Linked DNA regions of Ovis aries: region 1 is linked to region 2. A link is a contact called in public Hi-C data. All regions are on one chromosome and are shown on one strand. Each heading gives the region's core, a stretch centred on a gene start, on an enhancer-like site or on the middle of the called end of the contact. The rest is flanking DNA. Distances are from core to core; before and after follow the strand shown.

Region 1 (2,700 bases), core at 16-2,515, 170 kb before region 2:
TGCATGCTAAGTCACCTCAGTCCTGTCTGACTCTTTGTGACCCCACGAACTGGTGGGGTCCTCTGTCCATGGGATTCTCCAGGCAAGAATACTGGAGTGGGTGACTATTTCCTCCTCCAGGGACTGGCGGCCCTACCGCCGACTAACTGTAGCTCAGTGTGGGCCTCGAATAATGTTTGTCCTGCAAGTTGGTGGCTTTTAGAAATGGAAAGATGTCCCATACCAGCTCGGCAGTAAACTTTGTAACTCTATTATTACTGTTAAAGGGTGAGGGAACAATACTTCCTGAACCCTGCAGACAGTAGTTTTTCATTTCTTGCTTTTTTATACTGCCTACATCTTCAAAGGGTTTTTCTTTGAAGGCAGCTGGTCTCCTTAGGGCATCCCCAAGCCTGGGCACCCCAGAGGCTAGAGAAGGCTGTAGCTCAGACGACAAAGGGTCCCAAGTGGTGAAATTTCAACAGGAATGTCAGGCCTCTGTGAGGAGAAAGGTTACTTCTGCAGGGGTGTAGGGGAAGGGTGGATTACAATACTTTTCTTTCAGTCGTCACATCTTTGCCTGTAACTTGCTCTGTCTTCACTGTGACTGAGAAAGGACGGTGCAGGGGCTGGGAGCAGGGTGGGGTGGGGGAATACCCTGCTTTTCTTGTGCTCCTTTGGCTCTACTTGAGAGTGAAGCTGACATGAAAAGGAGTGATGGCCAAGGCTCCCCAGATGACACTGAGGTCAGTCACTGCTGACAGGTAAAACCTAGTTAATACCTGGCCTCCAAGCTGGAGAGCCTTCCAGTCTGCTGGTGGCTGGAACACAGCAAGCGTCTAAAGGTCACAAGATTGCAGAAGTCAGCAGGGCCTGGCCTTTTGAAAGGTGTGGTCCTCTCCCTTCCAGGCTGAAAACATTTCTCAATGACCCCAGAAGCTGGTAGGCTCCCAAACCCAGGGAGCACTGCTCCCTCCCCCAAGGCACTGATAGGGCCTGCAGCCTTGCACTAGCATTTCTGAGCCCTGCAGTCCAGGCCAGGCTTTCCGCTCTCCCTGCTGGAGGCCCGCCATCCTTATTGAGTGTATTTCCAAGAAAGCAGTTGACAGGCTTGGCAGTGCTATTCCTGGAAATGTTCAATAGGCCATCTTCTGGCAGGGCCACCGCTGACGGATGGGTTGGTCGGGGAGACCACGTGCTCAGCGCCCTCTCCACCCCCGCCTATTCCCAGGTGCCTCCAAGCAGCAGCCGTCCCCAAATACCTCGGGCTGTTAGCTGGCGGGGGCTGTGGGCCTCTGTGGAACTTGCTTCCTCCCCGGCAGGGTGGCTGCCAGCGGGCTTGCTGCTAAATGAAGACAGGCGCCCTGTGACTATAAATTATAACACACATCAGCTCCAGCCGATGCACCGCATGTCCTGTAGGGGACTCCGCAGGGGATGCCTGGCCACTGCCAAAGGGCATTCTGGACAGTGGCTCCTATGGCAGCCGCAGGACAGAGGCCAAGCCTGCCGCTGGGCAGAGGAGCTCTGGCAGCTCCCAGAGGTTGGAGTTTCCTTCGGATGCAGACCACGGCTTCTCTGCACTATTGCCTTTGGCACCAGGTACTTCTTTGTAGGGGCCGTTTGTGCCCTGCCAGAGGTTTAGCAGCATCCTTAACCTGCAACCACTGAGGGCCAGTAGCACCTACACCGCGCTCCCCTCCACCAGTTGTGACAATCAAAAAATACCTGCAGATGTTGTCAAATGTCCCCTGAAAGGCAGAGCTGCTCTTGGCTGAATACTACTGGTACAGAGGAAAGGAAACGGGGGCCTTCTGAGGGTGATGCCAGAGAAAGACAGACTCGCAGAATGTGGTCTCCACTTGAGCTGTGTGCTGCCAGGCATGTCACAGAAACCTTGAGCCTCAGTTTTCTTATCTCTAAAATGGAAAGATAGAGAAGGGCAAACCAAGGGCGTATGGAAATAACAGTTGAATTAATGACTGGTGGGTACTTTGAGAGGTATTCAAGCACCACAGAAAACACTGTAGCAGCAGATTATCTGATGCTTGAATCCTTCCCTACCTCAAAGGGTCTGGTTCCATTTGAGAGGGGAAAAAAGCTGAATATTTATAAAATTTCACAAAAACTCTTGAAACAAACGAATGCTTTAGAAAGATTTTCTCTTCATTATTTTTTTTCTACTTAATTCAAACATGATTAAGCATGCTATAAATGCCTGAGGTTAATGAACGTGATTTTTTTCTTATCTTTCTTGAAAGAGGTTTTGTATCTTTTTAGAAAAAATTAACACCCTAGAAATTGTATCCCTTTCAGTGAAAGAACAGAAAGTAAAACTGGGAGGGTCCCTCTATCTTTTTTTCATAAAATTTGTATCTTTTTCTTTATAATTTATAGCTGGTCAATGAAAACTGGTCAATGAAACCCCACAGTCCTATAGAAAGGCACTGTCGCTTTAAATGAGGCTTGCTGTTATATAATTCTCTGGCTGACTTCATCTAGCCAGCTTTCAAGGAACTGTAAAGAAATCTTTAAAGGCTAATATTTCTCTTATTCACACTGGCAGAAAAACACAAAGGAAACGGGTAACCTGAGCCACTTCAATGGTAAGAAATGAAGAGCCGAGTCCTTGAGGACAGAGCCACAGTTGGCCCCACCCCAACGAAGTCTCAGGGTCCTTGTCAAGCTCCAGGCAACCATGGCCTTTCCTTTGTGGCCGTG
Region 2 (2,781 bases), core at 154-2,653:
AGCACAGAACATTACATAGAAAACTAAAAGTAAACACAAAACTTACCATAAGAGAACACTGAATATAAGCATAAAATCATCAAAGGGATCTTTTAAATGAAAACTGTGTTGCCAATATACCATTTTATTGCTTAATCTCAAGTACTACCCTGAGATGGGAGATTCTGCCATTGTTTCTAAGCAGTTCAAAAGAAGATTCATAAGGCATAAAGCAAGAATTTGGAGCTCCAAATATGGTTATCTTTACTATGAATCTAATCTCCTGTCTTATTATGATCTCCAAGTATATAACACACTCACTAAAATACGTGAAAAAAAAAATACTTTTATTATTTAAAGAGCAGGAACCAAGGAGAGAATTCAATTTAGTAAAAAGAGTAACATTCTAATAATAATCAGAGCTCTCCAGCAAAAGAACGGACTGTCTCAAAAAGCAGTCAGAAATGTTATAAAAGAGTTTCTTACAATTCCATTTAAAAACTGGCTTAAATGACCTCTACACTCTTTTACCTTAGATTCTGTGGCTCCATCAACCTAGCCACAGTTAAACCGGCTGCTAGAAGCATAGTGGCATTATCAGAGTACTAGCTAAGTTACAAGTGAACTCATTAAACTTTAACATTTAGGTATGCAGGGCAATTCTCATAGCAACATAAACTACTAGTATTCTAAGTTTCTAAACAGGAATAACAGATACCAATACACAAAAACGAAAGTATTTTAAAAGATAGCCTTTTTTGTTGTTGTTTTTGATTCTGCATAATTTTTTTTTCAGAAGGGAAGTTTGGATGCATCCTTCTGGTTGTAAAGTGGGAGATGAGAATGGAAAGAGTTCCTCCCTGAAGATAAGGGCCCCGGAACACAAGGCGTTAATGCTCTGGCGCCGCACAGACACCTGACTCCACTAGTACAGTTGCAAAACAAAATCTGCCGAACCCGCTCATCGCACAAGGACAAGAAATTTCCCGGCAACCTGCGACGGCTAGTTCACCGAGAATGGGCAGCAGCCTATCGTAAGGAATGCCAACTTTCCCGGGATTTTCTTTCCCGAACATAAATGCAAGTGTTTAACGCAAGATTCACGTTTCGCGCAGGTTCATGTTAGGTTTGGTTTGTTTCCTTGAGATCGGCCGACTTTCCCTGGTTTTGGTTGAGTGAGAAAGGGCCGCCAATCGCTTCCTAGTTACCTTTCACTAAGGCCAAAGTGGACAAATGCAAATAAACACGTCTTTCAAGTATACCTCTGTCACTCCGAGCGCCGCGTTTGTGTAAGATGCTGGGAACGGAGGGAAACTGCCGAGTCACCCGCAGAGCACTCCCGGGGCGCCCCCGGGGTGGTGGGGTAGCCGGGCTGCAAAGGAGCGCCGCGCGCCCCGCCAAGCTGCCTGCTTATCTGTTGCTCGCACAGCGCCACCGCACTCACCAGTTCCTAGAGAAGGGATTCTGAGAAACGAGAACGAGCCTGGTTCCCTAGAAACATTAAATTAACACAAGGGGTCTGGAAACGAAACAGCAGATGCCTGAAAGCCTTCCCCTGGACTGTTTCCTGCCTTCTTGGAAAATCTTTGCATTAAAATAGATTGGATTACCCTGCATAGCCAGATGCTGCTCCAGAACTTCGTTTGGGGTGAACGTGAAAGCAAAGTTTGCCATCTTTTAAAAAGATTTTTCTTTCCGAGGTGGCTTGAATAGCCTGTTGGAGTTGTGGATATCAGCTGGAACCCGAAGCTGAGGCTGTTTGCATTACAATAGAAACTTTCCATAACATTGACTTGCAAATCAGATAACAAAAAAGCTGGCAGAGTAGAAAGGTAGAGAGCTTGGAATGAGTAGTGAGAGTTCAGAATCCGCGATTCAAGTCCCTGAAAACTGTCTAGAAAGAGCACAGTCCAGCCCCCTTATCTCACAAAGGAGAAAATAATATGAGTTTTTCTCTCCAAGCCTATTTACTTTGACCACAGCTTTAAGAAAACAACAGAGTAAAACTAATAGCATTTCCAAAGAGTCAAAAACAGAAGCAGAAAGGCTGATGAGTAAAATCGTATCTGCCTCCTCATTCTAAAAACCCATGCACTAACCTCCATTGACCTTATCTGCAAATTAATCTTATATAATTCATACATTCAAACCAAGATTAATAACCACACACCTTAAGAACAGTGGGCCTTAAAACAGAATGAACTCCTGTGTCATCTTTACTTTCATATTTAAACACTGTTGGTAGCTGAGATAAGACCCAAGGCTTCCTATGAGACACCAGGGTTTTAGAGAGAAATAGCGTTTTTACTATAGTAGCACCTTCCCTGATATTTTAACTTTCCCTCTTAATAGCCTTTCAGGTGGGACTCTGTGATCATCAGCTACTGTTTTACTACATGCATCATGCTTTCTAGTAAATCAGACAGCAACCTGCAGTCCTAAAAGGATTCGGTGTTTATCCCAGAGCTTTGGAAGCACAACATGGGAAAGCAGTATATTACATGATCCTCCGAACAAAAGTAAAATTAAGTATCTTTGCCTGAGCGTGAAAGCAACAAAACTCATTTTAAAGCAATGCAGTTAGACAGAGTCATTTCATCTGTAATAGGGCAAGTGTACAGCTCCATAAGCAGTCCTCAGTATTTCTGTTCTAACAACTCACAGGGAATATACAAAATCTATCGTTCCTCCCTCATAAGGCAAAAAAACTAAATAGCAACTTCAGGGCTTTCTAAGTTAATGGTTGAGCTTACAGAAAAGCAAAGAAAAATTTTTAATGTTTATAAGAAAGCAAAGGAAAAT

Evidence for each region. Hi-C and Micro-C count contacts between places; a contact is called where the count stands out from the background.
Region 1: a Hi-C map of muscle shows a contact between it and region 2, with 5 times the contacts expected there. The contact joins two enhancer-like sites. A contact is called at or near these places in 2 of 16 Hi-C or Micro-C datasets (muscle and skin fibroblasts).

Annotation. Positions count from the first base shown.
Region 1 is chr3:130,203,741-130,206,440 of ARS-UI_Ramb_v3.0, reverse strand. It overlaps LOC105607935 (a long non-coding RNA gene), which reads right to left. Exons shown (of 5, transcript XR_009599886.1): 1 at 1,708-2,700; 2 at 1,242-1,349. Among named protein-coding and RNA genes, the nearest start is that of PLXNC1, 210 kb to the left of the region's middle. Within about 2 kb of position 1,265, at least 23 of the 54 cell types and tissues checked have an H3K27ac peak or open chromatin away from gene starts, as enhancers often do. A contact at or near this core is called in muscle, where this site is marked.
Region 2 is chr3:130,029,798-130,032,578 of ARS-UI_Ramb_v3.0, reverse strand. All of the region lies in intron 2 of CRADD (CASP2 and RIPK1 domain containing adaptor with death domain), which reads right to left. It overlaps LOC132659429 (a long non-coding RNA gene), which reads right to left. Exons shown (of 3, transcript XR_009599888.1): 3 at 1-2,781. Among named protein-coding and RNA genes, the nearest start is that of CRADD, 57 kb to the right of the region's middle. Within about 2 kb of position 1,403, at least 20 of the 54 cell types and tissues checked have an H3K27ac peak or open chromatin away from gene starts, as enhancers often do. A contact at or near this core is called in muscle, where this site is marked.